2 separate regions of the Rattus norvegicus genome follow, and region 2 is linked to region 1. A link is a contact called in public Hi-C data. All regions are on one chromosome and are shown on one strand. Each heading gives the region's core, a stretch centred on a gene start, on an enhancer-like site or on the middle of the called end of the contact. The rest is flanking DNA. Distances are from core to core; before and after follow the strand shown. Region 1 has its middle 13 kb from the start of Dab2ip. Region 2 overlaps Dab2ip (DAB2 interacting protein).

What was found. A called contact is a pair of places that touch in the nucleus more often than the background predicts.
Region 2: a Hi-C map of Schwann cells shows a contact between it and region 1, with 6 times the contacts expected there. The contact joins two enhancer-like sites. A contact is called at or near these places in 8 of 12 Hi-C or Micro-C datasets (the A7r5 cell line, the Rat2 cell line, Schwann cells and 5 more).

Annotation. Positions count from the first base shown.
Region 1 is chr3:39,297,904-39,302,344 of GRCr8, forward strand. No RefSeq gene overlaps it. Among named protein-coding and RNA genes, the nearest start is that of Dab2ip, 13 kb to the right of the region's middle. Within about 2 kb of position 1,443, at least 11 of the 93 cell types and tissues checked have an H3K27ac peak or open chromatin away from gene starts, as enhancers often do.
Region 2 is chr3:39,401,194-39,405,089 of GRCr8, forward strand. The region is part of intron 2 of Dab2ip (DAB2 interacting protein); the gene reads left to right. Among named protein-coding and RNA genes, the nearest start is that of Dab2ip, 90 kb to the left of the region's middle. Within about 2 kb of position 1,283, at least 2 of the 93 cell types and tissues checked have an H3K27ac peak or open chromatin away from gene starts, as enhancers often do.

The sequences.
Region 1 (4,441 bases), core at 193-2,692:
CTGGGTTCGGTCCCCAGCTCTGAAAAAAAAAAGAAAAAAAAACCCAAAAGTAGCTATAGGGGACTGCTGGATCAAGCCGCCTGTGGTGGTTTGAATGTGCTTTGCCCAGGGAGTGGCACTATTTGGAGGTGTGGCCCTGTTGGAGTGGGTGTGTCACTGTCTGGAAGCCATTCTTCCACTAGCAGCCTTCAGATGAAGATGTAGAACTCTCAGCTCCTCCTGCACCAGGCCTGCCTGGATGCTACCCTGCTCCCTCCCTTGATGATAATGGACTGAACCTCTGAACGTGTAAGCCAGCCCCAATTGAATGCTGTCCTTATATGAGTTGCCTTGGTCATGGTGTCTGCTCACAGCAGTCAAACCCTAACCGAGACACTGCTTAAGCAAACTACCACGTGGCCAAGGTCCGGGTTCAGCTGGGAGACCCTGCCTCAGTGAAGAAGAGTGAAGGAAGATTCCCAATGTCTGCCTCAGGCTCCATATGTGTGCCTACAGATGTACACTCCCACAGGTGAGAGCGCACACACAGCCCTTGCATACCACAAACACAAACACACACATTTTTTTTTTTCTGAGACAGGGTTTTTCTCTTTAGGACTGGCCATCGGGGGATTCACACTGCAGACCAGGCTGGCCTCAAACTCAGAGATCCGCCTGCCTCTCTCTCCCAAGGGCTGGGATTAAAGGTGTGTGCCACCGCTGCCTGGCCCACAAACACATTTTTTTAAAGATTTATTTATTTATTATATATAAGTACACTGTCTTCAGACACACACCAGAAGAGGGAAGGGCATCAGATCTCATTACAGATGGTTGGGACCACACATATATATATACACACACACTACATACACACACACATACACACACACACACACACACCATGTTCTGTAGAAAAAACACTGAAGCCTATTTGACAAAGTATGATCCGTGTTTAACTTGGCAGATAAGAGATGATAATTCTGAAAAAAAAATGTCTATTTTTGTCTCATAGAATCCATGTCATTTATACATTTGCATTAGATAAATATTACCTAATACTTGCCAATCACCAACAGACCAATGATAATGTTGAAGAAGTAGGTTGAAAATACATCATGAGAATCTTTATATAATTAAGTGTCCTTAGCTGGGCCTGGTGGTACATGTCTGTAACCCCGGCTACTTAGAAGGCTGAAACAGGAGGATTTTGAGTTCAAGGCCTGTCTGTGCTACAGAGTGAGTTCAAGTCCAGCCTAGGCAATTTAAGGAGACTTTGTCTCAAAAAGAGTTTTTAAAGAAAAAGGAAAAGGAAAGTGAAAAGAGGACTGGGAATGGAACCCAGGGCTTAGAGCACCTTTCTGGTTGGGCAAAACAAACAAATGTCCTGGCTCCGAGCGGAACCGCCTTGTTGTGCTGGCCCAGCTCGACCACACGGTGGCGCTGCTAGGCTGCCGACTGCTTCCAGCCCCTGGACCATGGAGAGAAGGGGTGGGGTGTCTTAGAGAACAGATTTATTTCCTCAGCATCCTGCCGACAGCCTCAGTAGGTGGCATTTGGAGTAGACTCTCAGTAAGTCAGCAGACCCCATGGGTGGCTCCTGCTGCTGTGAGTCAAATAGCTTCACATCTGCTAGTGACAAGCGTCGATACTCTGGTCAAGCCTGTATGACCTTCAGGATCTGCTTTCGAGGTACTGAGTTCTAGGTTCTGCAGGAGCGGAAGCCATCGTGGCCCACCTCGCCTGTGACGGGAGTTAACTGTAAGAGAGGGGGGGGTCTGTGGCGAAGTGGTTGGTCCTGGCTCCCTCTGCACGGAAACTGGGGCCTCTGACCTCAGTCCCTGAGCAAGCGATGTCTGCTCAGGACCTTCCACAGCTCCCTACCACCCTTAGAAGAAAGTCAAGTTCCGAAGCTGGCTTCTGGGACTCATGGGCTTCCAGGAATCAACCCATGCTCCGACTCCTTAGATCCCTTTCCTCCCTTCTGTCTGTCACTCATTGCTCCCGTTCTTGTGAACGCTCTTCCACTTCCTGTAGCATAAATACTGCGTCCTTCTGGAATTCTCTCCAGCTCCCTCCCTCCCCAACGCTACGCCGGATTCTGGCCATATGTTGGGCAGGGCTCTATGGGAACCCAGAGCCTGTCTGCCTGGATCATCGCCTCTCTCCTGTGCCAGGACCTGGGGCACCCAGCAGGCTCTCACATGTCCCTGCACTGTGTACCAAGGCTGGAAAACAGTCACTGCCTGGCGGCGGGGGGTCCTTTAGGGGAACCCAGAGACATGGTAAAGGCGCTTCCAGGGCTCCTGACATACAGCTCTCTCTGGATCAGACTGAAGTCAACACACAAGATAGGTATCCATCAGCCTGGTCTCTTTCCAGCACACGCCGACTAGACCCAGCATGTAGCCCCCACTGACGTACTGGTTATAGACAGCTTCCAGAGAATGTCCCTGCATTCTGTCACCTGACTATATCTATTCTCTACCTGTTTCTCCCCCACAGTCTATCTCGGGGTGGACTCCATCACCCACCCGCCACCAATGCTCTGTGACTCCTAGGATCCTGTGAGGTAATTCATTTCCTGTCTATCTTTTTCAGTTCCTCAAATGACATGCTGTGGTTCTTCCTTTCCTGAGTTCATTTTGCTCCCCCACCCGGGGCGGCCACCTCTGTTTCTAGGGGATGTGTGTAAATTCCTTCAGTTTCTGTTCACACCACCGTTCTTTCAGGAAGCCCTCGCTGATTTAGTGTCACTCTGTGAGGTTCCCACAATCAGCAGAGCTTCCCTTGTTCTCATCTTGTTGACACCGTGTGGCCCTTGCTCATGGTCTACCTTTTGATTGCAGATGGCATTTGGTCCTTACCCTATGGCCTCTCGCCACCGCCTAAGTGCCAAGTGCATTATCCTTATTGAATTCCCAGCTTTGGGGGTCCCCTGCTCCTGAGTCATCTCCTACCACATGCCGGCTTGTTCCCCTTCTTGGGCAGTTTCTTCTCATTCCCATCCTCTAAGGCCAGGCTTACTTCCTTAGACTTCTCCACCTTCTCTGTCTCCTGGTGCTGCCTGTAGGCATATATATTTCAATCCCATCTGCCCCTGAAGGGGATGAACCTGCCCCTCACCCTAGGCCCGGCTTTACACAGGTGCCAGCCTCTCTACCGTATCCTGGTGATCAGAGTGCCCTAGGCTCAGCCACTGCTCTGCTCCTCACCCATAGACCACATCCTTTGCCCTGGGAAACAGGAACCTTGCTGTCCATTTCCCTTCCCCTACCCCTTCCCCTCCTACAGCCAACCCATCAGGAAAGCCCGTGGCTATCTACAGAGCATGCCAGAATCCCGAAACTTCTCACATCCCCATGGGGACTACCTGGCCCTAGATTTCTTGTTGCGTCAATTCAGTTCCTGTCTCCCCTTCTCCTGACATCAGCTCTACCCCTCTGAAGTCTATTCTCGATGGGGAAGCCAACCTGTGAGTGAGGCCATGAACCTCTTCTGTTCTAGACCTTCTCTGGGGACACCTAGAATAGACAGGGGTGCCTCCTGGACTGCTAGATCCTTAAGAGCTGGCTTGATCTCCATAGACGAGCTCGGGGTCTTTGAACCGGCTCTCCCCTTGACTTCTGACCATGTTCCCCATGTCTGCAAAGACCTGCTCCCTTTCCCCTCCACCCCTCCCTCACCTCTTCCACTCAGATCCTTGTTCAATGAGGTCTCCCCGGATTAATTTAGCTGCAAAGTGCCACTTCCCAGCACTTTCCATCTCTCCCCCGGCTCACTCATCGCCTCTGACACGCTGCTCTCGTCTATGTGTTCATTATCTGTCTCCTCTCCCAGACTCCGAGTCTGGGAGGGCAGGGATGTTCTCCTCCATTGTGTTGTTCTGTGTTGGAGTCTCAGTGCTTAGAACAATGTCTGACAGATGCCAGATTCTCAGTAAACAGTAGCCAACTAAATGGATGACCAAATCCACCAGACGGTGAAGAACAGGACGGCAGGGTCATGCCTGTGCTTACCACCATGGCCTAGGACCCGAGTCCTAAGAAATGTTCAGTAAATATGAGTTAGCTACATGGATGAATGGTTGGATAAACGGGTCAGGACACCGACTGTCACCAAGGGCGAGTGTTGTAGGCGGAGCCTGCGGGAGTAGGCAGGCCTAGTCACTGTGAAGATGCTTGCTTCCCTGAACCGTGCGGGATGCTCTGAGATAGTGGTCCTAGATTATGTCTGTCTGGTAGGATCCTCCCAGGGCCCTGGAGAATTGCTTTACTTCTTCCCAGCCATGTAGAGCATGGCTCTAGGAGCTCTCAGCCCTTAGTCTACTTCTGAGATTCCCCCAGCAAAAAGCCTAGTGCTAAGTGTGAAGGGATGAGTGGGACACCCTGGTGTTGGGTGTCATCATGTAGGCGGGGACCAGAAAGGCGTGTGACAGCAGGGACGTAAAGGTCAAAGAGGA
Region 2 (3,896 bases), core at 33-2,532, 100 kb after region 1:
AAAGCTGAGGGAGAAATGCGAGGGGCTTCAGTGAGAGCACAGAAGCTTTTGCACTTCCTCCTATATAGGATGCGGGGAGCTGCTATAGGGGATGGCGGCTAAGGGTGGTGGTTTCTGGGGTGCCCCCTTGAGACTTTCAGCTGCTCTGTCATCTCCCTACTCCTGTAGTCTCCCCACGTGTGAACAGACGTGCAGAAGGTGGGTGAGTTGGTCGGAGAGTCTGCCATTCTCAGCGTGTGCGCCTTCTGTGGGGGGAGGTCCTTTTCTAGAGAGGGAATTCGGTCAGAGCACCAGATGCTGGAGTTGTTCAGGATGGGGCAGGGCTGGGGGACAGTAGCAGTCTCCTGTCTGAATGAACAAGGGGCCAGGACCATGAGGCGGATGAGACTGTCGGTACTTGGGCTCAGGCAGGGAGTCAGGGTGCCATCAGTAGACAGATTTGGACAGATCAGGGATTCAGGGTGGGTTAAAGGATCAGGCCAACTGCTGTTCTCACCTCACCCTCCATCCCTTGAGCTAAGATGTCCTCGTCAGGGTCTGCTTGCTCAGTTAAGGAAGCAGTAGCCCAGCCTCGGGCAGCTGGATAGGAACATGGAGAGGGAGGAGAAGAAGCACAGTTCCGTACTACCTTTTCAGTTCTAGAAACTTCCAGAGTGTCCCCTGTTCTCTGCCAGACCCTCCCTTGTGACGGCTAAGGTGTGAAGGCTGCTTCTCAGCCTGTGTCTCAGGCTCCTTTAGGTTTTCTCGCTCGGGATGGCATGCAGGGGTCAGAGACTGGGGCTTGGGAGATGGAGTGGTCTGAGGGATTTTCCTCTCCACCTGTGTGTGCTCCGGGAAGATAGTGCTGACTTCTCCCGACAGAGCACCTGGTAAGGAGCCCATCTGATTCTTGGCCACTGCTCCCCTCGGTGGGCAAGTCACCTGTCTCCAGACCGCTTTCTTCATTTCCAAACAGGGCAGCTGTGAGGGCTCGTAAGCTTGCAGGTCGACATTTAGCCACTCAGTGTCTAACCCTTGCTGCTTGTGTTTTAGGGTAAACGCTTCCCCTACTTTCCCCAGAACCCCAGGTGGTGGGGCCTGTCTCTCCCCTTCGCACTGTCTCTCACTGCCCCAAAGCGTCAGCATCCTTGACTGAGCGCTGAGGTGCTGCCAGGACCTGGAGTTGGAGAGAGGTGAGAGAGTAAGAGGCTTAGGGAACCAGAGCTAGTGTTCTAAGAGGACAGTAAGAGGGACAGAGCTGGCCAGTCTGCAGGGTGTTTTCCTACCAGCGGGGGGCAGCAGAGGGCAGCAAGTGGACATCTGGGTGACTTTCCGCAGTGAGAGCTGAAGTCCTAGTTTGTACCTATGGCCACAGAGAGCCATTGAGGTATGAAGGCTGCAGGATGAGCTGTGGTGACAGTAACACTGGTCAAGGAGCATCCAGTTGACTAATGACGGTTGGGGCTGGCTGAGCTGGCTTGGCCTGAGTTCTTCAGACACCTGGACCTCTGCTTTGATCTTTGGGGTCCTTGGAGGACCAAGGTTTGGGGCCACAGCAGGCTTGTATCAGGAAAGGCTCAGAGTGAGGGGCTAGTGTGAGTTGACAGGAAGGGTTAGGGCCCTGCAGTCACCAGGCGGGGGATACCAAATATTTAGATCCTGCCATACTGAACTATCTGCAGACCCCCTGGGCTCCTTGTTAGCTTTCCCACTACTTTGGGAGGGAATAGGAGGGCATCCCAAGTAAGGCAGATGATAGGCCAGGTCCTCTGCACAGGGTCCCTAGCTCAGCATGGCTGACCATAGGGACTATATGGTAGAGAATCATAAACCTGTTTTTTTGCAGCTCCCTGGGGCAGACTGCAGTAGTGTTCATTTCCTCCTTACAACCCTAGGCCACACACATTTCACTTTCCAAGATGACTACATTGAACAAAGAGAAGGGCCCGCTAACGCTGCCTCCTTCCAGCACTTGGATGCAGAAGGCTTCATGGACCTTGCTAGCTGCCTGTGGCCACTCTGTGCTAGCCAGTGTCATTTATTAGTCTCCTCCTCATGGAGGAGGAGTGCCAGACTCACAGAGAGGAGGCACACTGTTCTGGGTTACACAGTTAGGAAGGGTCAGGGCTGACATCAGAATCCATGCTGCCTTCTCCTGCCTTCGCCGGCTCAGCACATGGGCAGCAGGTGCCTGAGAGGTTCTTTGTACCCACCCTGTGGTCCTGCAGGCCCTGTCCCCTTCCTGGATCAGGACCCTAGATGGAGATAGGGTTCAGCTGGCTCTGTGTGTGTGTGTGTGTGTGTATGCATGCATTAGTGTTTGTGTCTGTGCACATGTGTGTATCCATTAGTGTGCACATGTGTGTATTCATTAATGTTTGTGTGTGTGCACATGTGTGTATCCATTAGTGTTTGTGTGCTTGCACATGTGTGTATCCATCAGTGTTTGTGTGCTTGCACATGCGTGTTGACTTTGAGATCCCTTCTCAGCTTCTCTCCCTTCTCTCCTGCTCTCCCCTCACTTCCTGTCCCTGAGACATAGGGTCTCTCTCTCTCATTATTAGCCTGGAGTTTACTGGGGTCTAAGCTGACTAGCTAGTGAGCCCCGGGGGTGTGTCTGTCTCTACTTTTCCAGCATGTGCCACTGAGCCTGACTTTTTTTTTTTCTTCCTCTCATGGCCTCTAGGGATTAGACTTAGGTTCTCATTTTTGTGTGGCATATACTTTCCTGACAGGCATCTCCCGAGCCCCGTGCCCTTTCTTTTTTGGGCTCTTGGTCTTCTGCCTCACTTCTTAAGTGCTAAGAGGACAGGCATACACCCTCATGCCTGGTTTATACAGTACTGGGGAATCAAACTACAGGCTTTGTGTAGGCTGGGCAAGCACTGTGCCAAAGGAACCACATCCCTCCACCCCTGAACACACTTTTTCCTGCTGTGAATACAAAGTGAGCACGTGGCACTGGGTTTGGATTACAGATGTAATTACATGTGAGTCCTTGGGCAGGAATGGTTTCTGAAGCCAGGAGGCCTTCTGTGGAGGTGGCGGATTCTGACATGTGTTTCCTACACAAGTCTAACATCTCGATGAACCACTGCCTGTAGAATTACTTGTGGAGCGTCTGAGAGGAGCCATGCCCCTCCCCTGCCCTAGCGCCTTAGATGGCCTCTCGTGGGAGTGGGTGGATCCATTTCTCCACCCACTGGCATCCAGGCATCCAGGTCCTCGCAGGCCTGCCTCAGCCTCTGCCTTTGTACTGGTTAATCTTTTTGCCAGCCTTCCGTCCTTTGCTTTGGCCTTCCTGGGCAGACATTCCCTCCCCGACTTCAGGATATGAGCCTCATGTCCTTCTCCTTCTCCGCTCTGTCACTAACGATCCGCTGTGTGCCTCTCTTCCACCAGCTCATCATGACCTTCTCAAGGGCAGGGCCAGCTTCAGATTCCTTGGAATCCTCAGTGCCTGCCTTAGGCACCTGCTAGGGGCTGCTGGCGTGAAGGGGAGGGGGAGGCAGTAGGAGCAAATTAATTAGATGGGGATGAAGTGGGGAGCAGCTGCCTCCTCAAACCTGAGGACCCTTCATTCTATGTGTGAGGCCACTGTGACTACCAACTCTGACTGAGATGAAAACTCTGACTGGTCAGCCAGATCCTAGGAGCCCCAGCAGCCCAGCAGCCCTTGCCTAGACTTGTCTCTGCGTCTCAGCCTTCTGAGGCCAGGACTCCCAGGTCAGTGCAGCCTGCAACTGCCAAATTATAGGAGGACAATGCCTGTGGTGTCGTATTCAACTGTGTCTGTTTTCCTAGTGAGAAGGCACTTAGTCATGCCCGCTGCCTTGGGGCTCAGGGGTGTTGCTGCCCTTGCAGTTTGGTTGTTCCCCATTGGTTAGCACTTTTCCCTGCCTTGCCCTGGGGCTAGC